2 separate regions of the Sus scrofa genome follow, and region 2 is linked to region 1. Evidence: chromatin contacts called from public Hi-C data. All regions are on one chromosome and are shown on one strand. Each heading gives the region's core, a stretch centred on a gene start, on an enhancer-like site or on the middle of the called end of the contact. The rest is flanking DNA. Distances are from core to core; before and after follow the strand shown.

Evidence for each region. Hi-C and Micro-C count contacts between places; a contact is called where the count stands out from the background.
Region 2: a Hi-C map of liver shows a contact between it and region 1, with 4 times the contacts expected there. The contact joins the enhancer-like site here to the promoter of LRRK1 in region 1. A contact is called at or near these places in 15 of 47 Hi-C or Micro-C datasets (adipocytes, alveolar macrophages, blood and 9 more) and 2 of 2 datasets of contacts at active chromatin or transcription factors (alveolar macrophages and skeletal muscle).

The regions. Positions count from the first base shown.
Region 1 is chr1:139,492,560-139,496,219 of Sscrofa11.1, reverse strand. It overlaps LRRK1 (leucine-rich repeat serine/threonine-protein kinase 1), which reads right to left and starts at 2,094. Exons shown (of 34, transcript XM_021098586.1): 1 at 1,771-2,094.
Region 2 is chr1:139,557,239-139,560,486 of Sscrofa11.1, reverse strand. The region is part of intron 6 of LRRK1 (leucine-rich repeat serine/threonine-protein kinase 1); the gene reads right to left. Among named protein-coding and RNA genes, the nearest start is that of LRRK1, 65 kb to the right of the region's middle. Within about 2 kb of position 1,511, at least 26 of the 83 cell types and tissues checked have an H3K27ac peak or open chromatin away from gene starts, as enhancers often do. A contact at or near this core is called in alveolar macrophages, liver, mesenteric adipose tissue and 3 more, where this site is marked.

The DNA.
Region 1 (3,660 bases), core at 845-3,344:
ACTGGCTTGCCTACAAAATGTGTTTAATAGATTTGTAGACATCAAAATATTACGGTGCTACAAACCGTAGAAATGTGTAGTTCTCAGGCCCAGATGAGAACAGAAGCCCTTTGTGAGCCTAAAGCCACAAACAAGTTCATACTGTCTTTCCACCACTGTCTCTCTACCTGTATGCATTTGGAACCCTCTGGAGCAGCTCTGGGAGTGAAGATGCAACAGTGAGCAGGGACTCTGGAAAGGTCTCTGACACCTGGAGTCTCCAATGGAGACTTTCAGGTAAATTAAAGGAGTAATTCAAAAGATAGAGTAGGAACACACAGCCATTGGCAACTGCAAGGACATACACAGAGAGATGTGAGAGTGAGGCTGGGTTTAGAGGGGGTGGCTGGGTGGGGAGGCAATGGCCAGGTGATCTGAGACGGCAGAAGCCAGATCAGCTGCAGGGATGCGGACGGGAGGAGGTCTTCTGGATTTCGTGACAAGCATAAGGAGATGTTATTGAAGGGTTACAAGCAGAAGACTGACACTCTCGAATTTACCTTAAAAAAAAAAAAATCACCATGGCTGCCAAATGGAGACTGGGCGTATGGGAAGCACTGCAATTGCACAGGTAAGAGATGCTGGTGGCTTGGACTAGAGTGGGCCATAAAAAGGAAGGGGATGGACCCCACACACCTTTGAGACCCAACAGGACTTGCTAACCATTGAATTCAAGGAATGAGGAGTTGGGACAAGGGACGACTCCTAGGTTTTTGATCTGAGCAACTGTGCCTACTACCTTTAGTATGAGGCCACCCCCTGAGATGTGGAGGCTTGGGGCAGGGCCCCCAAAACCTTCTGCAGGACAAATTAGGTGTGAGGTTTGTATGTTTCTAACTTTTTTATTCTTCCGGGGCATAAACAAAGATAATGAAGCCAAACGACCAAAGGAGGGGAATGTTAACATTTTTCCAAATCCTGCATATTCTAGTTGTCCCCTTAAGGCCCAGGGGAATTTGGACACAATAAGTGACAAAGTCTGAAAATGGTGTGTTTGGTGAGAGGCTCACCAAAAACAAACTACAGGCTCCCGTATCTCTCCTTCTCAGACCCCTGCAGGGGGATGTGCTCCTGAGAGAAAAGCTTCTTGACCTCAAACAAAGAGGGGCTGGTCGAGCCCAGCACAGAAGTCGCCCAATTATTCGTTATCATATCCCTCCGACCCCCAGCCTTCCTCGGCAGCCTTCCTCGGCTGCCTTCCTCGGCTCCCTTCCTCATTCCACCACATCCGCGCTCATCTCCTGCGCCTCTGCCGGGAGGTCGCCGCAGAGACCGCCAAGGTGGTGGCGGGGTTTTATCCGCACCGCCGGAGATCCGACCCTCAGGCCAGAAGAGGGCCTCAGCCTGAGGGTGGGATGAAGATGCGCCGGCCGTCGCGCACCAGGCCGTCGGGGCAGGGAGCTGCTGCTTCCCCACACCCCCGCGCTCACACTCAGCTTACACTCTCGCTCACAAGCACATTCACTCTCAGGCTCACACAACGCACACGCGCTCTCACGGCCACTCCGACTTGAAGGAAGCGAGTTTTTCCAAAGGCGGAGGGAGAAGTACTCCTTGCTCGAGTCTGCTCTCCCTGCCCGGGCCCCGTCCCGGGGGGTCTCGGGTTCCCCGCCTGGGCCTCGTGCCCCGTGAGCGCGGCGGCAGGCGGCGGGGCCATGAGCCCTGGGGTCGCCCTGCGCCCGGGGCCTGGCGGCGGGTCCCCTGGCGGGGCGCGGGCCCGGCGGCGCTTACCTGAGGCGGCCGGCGCCTTGGACTCTGCGCTGAGCGCGGGCGGGGAGGAAGACGGCGGATCCGGGCCGGGCCGCCCCTCTGCCCTCCGCCCCTGCGCCTCTGGCCGCTCGCGGGGCCGGGCCAGACACACACTTCCTCAATCCTGAGGAGGGCGGGCGGCAGGCGGCGCGAAGGGTGCGTAGCGAGGGTCGGAGCGGCGGCGTTGCCAAGGAACTGGTTCGGGGAGCACCCCCACCACCACCTCCCCGACCTCCCGCCTCAGTTTCCCTGCTGCAAATCCCAGGCGATCGCGCTCATTGCTCCTGGCCCGGAGGCCCCCCGGCCCTTCCCGCTTTGGGACATCCTGCTTTCCACGCGGGGCGGGCGCGGCGCTGAGAGTGGTCGTTCTCTGCTCAACCCAGCTTCCCCTGCCCCTCTGATCCGCTCCGCTGCAAAATCCGCTGATGAACCTCTGACTCATATATGTAGATCGTATACTCTGGCAGTAAATATGGAAAAGACGGGAATATTCATTTGTGTAAAACTATAGAGCAGACTAGAAATGTGTAACTTTAAAGCTTTAATAGTTTTCAAACTGCACCCCTTCTACCACATGAATTTACTAATGTAATTATGGATGTATACAAATATGTCACTGTTTGGTGAATCATTTTAAATTGCCTGGGGTTATTTTTGAGGGGGGAGGTGGTAGATAAACATTGGGGCATATAGGCAGTTTATTATGTTTCAAGCTACCTTAACTATGTTCCCACCAGTGAGGCCATTGTACAAACGCAGAGCATAAAGATGTATGTCCATGCTTGCAGACAGGCATGGATTTGGCTCCATGTGCCCACCGGGTAAAGAGAAGCCGGTTTGGAAAAAAGCAGATGATTCTTCACCCTGGCAGGACCTGCCTCCTAGGCTCCTCTCACGTAGTGTTACGACTAGAACATTCCCAGGATTTACCCCAAGGCACAAAGACAAATTGCCACCACCCTTACTTCCATTTCACAAAAGCCAGGCAGCTGCAGGGCCATCACGTCACCTCGCGGAAACCCAGGACTGTGGCCCCTCGGACAAGCTCCTTGGGCCCCTCTTTGGCGAGGGGACCGCCGGGCAGCTTTGCTTTACTCCCAAGAGGTTGTCCCTCTAATTCTCCTGGACTGGACGCCCTTTCAAAAGGGTGGGTGCAGTTTTGCAATCCTACCCTCATCACCGCGGTTCTAATTCCAGTATGCAAAAGGCGTTAATATGATTGCTACCGAAAAGTCCCTAATAATTTGCAAGGCGTGGCGTCCACGGTGTTGAGTGAGCCCGCGAATCTCCACAAAGCGCCCCAAGGGCGCGCGGCCCTGCCATCTAGCGGCACCGTGAGGAAGTGCATGCCCAGTGCTTGAGCAGACAACTAGTGGACGTGGCCAATGGGGGGGGGGCAGCAATTCAATTTCCCTTTTAAGTAAGCCTGGGAACCGTCTTGGAAATGTCTCCACTGTAGAAAACCGTTGGGATAGTCTACACACAGGGGGCTTGTTTCAAGCTGATTATATACCAGCATTTAACTCCATCCGTTAGGCGTGTGTTAGTTACAGGTTTACAGGGGGCCATTGCTAGGTCAGTTAAGATTTCCACTGCTTTTTTTTTTTGGCCTTGCCTGGGGAATGGGAAAGTTCCAGTGCCAGGGTTGGAATCTGTGGCACAGCAGTGACCAGAGCCATAGCAGTGACACTAGATCCCTAATCCACTAGGCCACCAAGGAACTTCATCTTTCTGCTTCTTCTTGACCCTCGCTAACCACAGTCCCCCTAGCTTTTGTTCCACATTGGAATTCTCAGCATCTCATGTTGGAATGACCCCTCCTAAAGTGGGGTCAGTTGGAAGCTACCTCCTTCATCTTCCCTTTCTGCCTTC
Region 2 (3,248 bases), core at 262-2,761, 65 kb before region 1:
CGCTGAGCCACGATGAGAACACCACCATTTACTTTTATAAGTGGAATAAATGTACTTTTTAAAAATATATTCTGATGAGTTTTCAATGCTTATCTGGAATTTATCTGCATTTTATGAGTGTACTTGTCTATGTCTATACCAAAATTCCAATGATATTTAATAATGTTTCCTTTTTTCTCTTATTCTTTCCTTATTGTGTTTTCTAGTTTGTTACATAAGTTCAAGGAATAGTTTTAGTATTTCTGCGTCTCTGTGAATCATTTCCCCCATTTTAAACTAAATACAAGTGGTTTATAGAACTGCTTTGTATGTCTGCCCATCTAGTGGTACAGCCCGCTATGAACACCCACCTCAAGTGACCCAACTATCCATTCTCAAGTTCTGAGACACACTTACCACGTAGACAGTGTCACAGTAGTTTATTCCGTAGGCTTCCACAGGGAAAATGTATGAACAAGAGTGAGACAGCACTGCCCACTCTAAGGGGGTATGAGGAGCTGAGAAGTTGCAAGGTATAGAAGCAGAAATGCTGAATAAGACTTTGTACCAAAAATTAGGCCTAACCTGGGATGAGGGTGTCCCCCAGAGGCCTTAGTGTCCCTCAGGAAAGGTGACCTGCTCACAGTGGAAGCAGCCTCTGATCAGCTGCACAAAGACCCTAGAAAAGGCTGAGCCGCCAAACAGGCTATAGCCGACCCTTTCTGAGCGTTTGCTCATGCAGATCCTTAGACCCACCAGATCCCTCCAAGAGAGAAGGGCCACTTCAGCTCCTGAAATGTGCAGCCAGGACGTTTGTGCTTGGGCACAGATGGAGGCAACTGAATGGCCAGTCCCCAGGAATGTTTAAGGTACATCATAAGCCAGAGCTGATCCAAAAAGTGACAACAACAACAGTAATAGTAATACTGGTAATAAATGATCCTCTCCAGGTTCACTGCAGATTTGAAATCATGAGGGACTTTTAAAGGAAATGAAAACTTCCCAACTGGGTTGTTTCAAAATCAATAACACTCCCAACAACCCAGAGAGCCCTCTGGACCCGCCCTCTAACCACTGAGTGGGATGAACACAGTGCTTAGTCCAGGCCCTGCCTAGGCCTCTCCTGGCCTCTCTCTTTTCCTGCTCCTTTCCGGGTGTGCCAACATCAAAGCATTATTTCTCATGGCAACAAAGCAAACAGTGACAGGACGGTCACCAACACAGGCTGTCTCATTAAACGTTCAGGCAAGGGTGGGGCAGCTTTCCAGAGGGGCACCCATAAGCCAGAGCCAGACGTGGCTTTGGCAGGTCTGACTTGGCTTCACTTCGGCTCTTTTAAAAGTGTGTCCAGACCGTGTGGCTTGAGCTCTCAGACTTTCCTTTCCAAACACCATCAGAACCTAACTCAGCAGCCTGCCTGCTGCCAGTGGAAAGTCTATGTGGGCTTCTCGGCTGTTCCCTGTTCCCAGGCAGAGGCAGGTGCTGGCAGCCTTGAGGCCAAGGTTGTGCTTGACACAGAGGCGTGGTGAACCTTAACTGCCCTGGCTTCCACGGAGGTAGCAATTACATAAAAAAAAAAAAAAAAAATACTGACTAGCTGGTGGGGGAAGCAGAACACAAATACAGGAAAAAACAAGATGACTGCTTCATCAAGGTCACTGCTGCGAATGCCAGCGGCCAAGGAAGTTTTCAGGCTGGGCACACACAGCAGCAAAGCACCCTTTTTTTGCCTACCCTTGTCTAATATTCTGACCCAAAATTCCAGTTCAATCCCACCACACACCAGGAAAGGTCGGTTCACTTACCTCTGGCTCCTGGGCCATGGTTCCTGACTACTGGACCCCTCTCTTCTGCCAGCAGCACTGAAGGAAAGTGCTATGACAGGTTGGAGATGACAGCAGCCAGACACATCCACTGCAAGGTCCTTGACTTTGAAATTCACTTGAATTTAAAAAAAAAAAAAAAAAAAAGGACCACCTGCTTTGGGGAAGCCCAAGGAGTCCTTATGACTCAGGCTGCACTTTCATTTCATTTTCTCTTCCAATTCTACCCAAAAAGGCCAAGGAGAAGAAAAGCAACATTGTCTTTTCCTTGTCTTCTCATTTGCAGAATGCAATAACCACTTCCACACTCTATCCCTGTCTTGGCAAACTAGTAGGAGTTGCCCGTAGAAAGATCACAGACACAGATGTCAAGCATTTCTGCTTTTTGTTTTTTTTTTTTTTTGCTTTTACGGCCACACCTGTGGCATATGAACGTTCCCAGGGTAGGGAACGAGTCAGAGCTATAGCTTGCTGGCCACAACCACAGCCATAGCAATACCTGATCTAAGCTGTGTCTATAACCTATACCACAGCTCATGGCAACATGGGATCCTTAACCCATTGATTGAGGCCTGAGACGGAACCCGCATCTCATGGATACTGGCTGGGTTCATAACCTCTTGAGCCACAATGGGAACTCCCAATCATTCCTGCTTTTAGCATGAAAGCCAAGACAATGAAAGTGACTGTCTTACAACCTAGGGTGCACCCTGGAATCACCTGGGGAGTTTTTAAAGCTTCTGATTTGGGCACTATCCCAGAGATTCAGATTTAGTTAGTGTATTGTGTGGCCTGATCATTGGGATTTTTCTAAAAGCCCCCAGGGATTCCAGCTACAGAAAAGTGTGAGAACCATGAAAGAGCTGAGAGGTACAGTTCAGGAATCATGAAATGAGAAAATCCCTTAGTTAAGAAGACTCAGGTTCTGGTCTGAGCATCACTTTTTGTTCTTGGACAAGTAACAGAAAGTCTCTAAACCTCAATATTTTCATCTGTTAAACAGATTATATTTCTTGTAGTTCTTACTGAAGTACTGAATGGATCAAATATGCTAAGTGCTGGGAAAGACACCAAACACTATATACGTGTAGGGTTAGATGATCACTATTTCCTTTTGAAGTGTGAAGTTGGTATCTAATTAATGTTTATTAAGCAGTTATTATGCTCCAGGCCTTGTGTTAAGTGCAGAGCTGGCTTCCGAGCTGGATACTATAATTATCTCTGTTTATAACTGAAACCAGTCAAGGCAGAGAGCTGTAACAAAGGTACAGAAAGTAAAATTTCAGTGTTCTCTAGAAACTAGGAAACCAGCAAAGATAAGAAAAGAAAAGGTATATTAATAAATATAATTAAAAAAGATGGAAGGAATAAACCAATATGGCCACACACAATGTGAACTGTGTGGGTTCTTCTTTCAAAAGACACACTCTTGTTAAAAACTGAAGG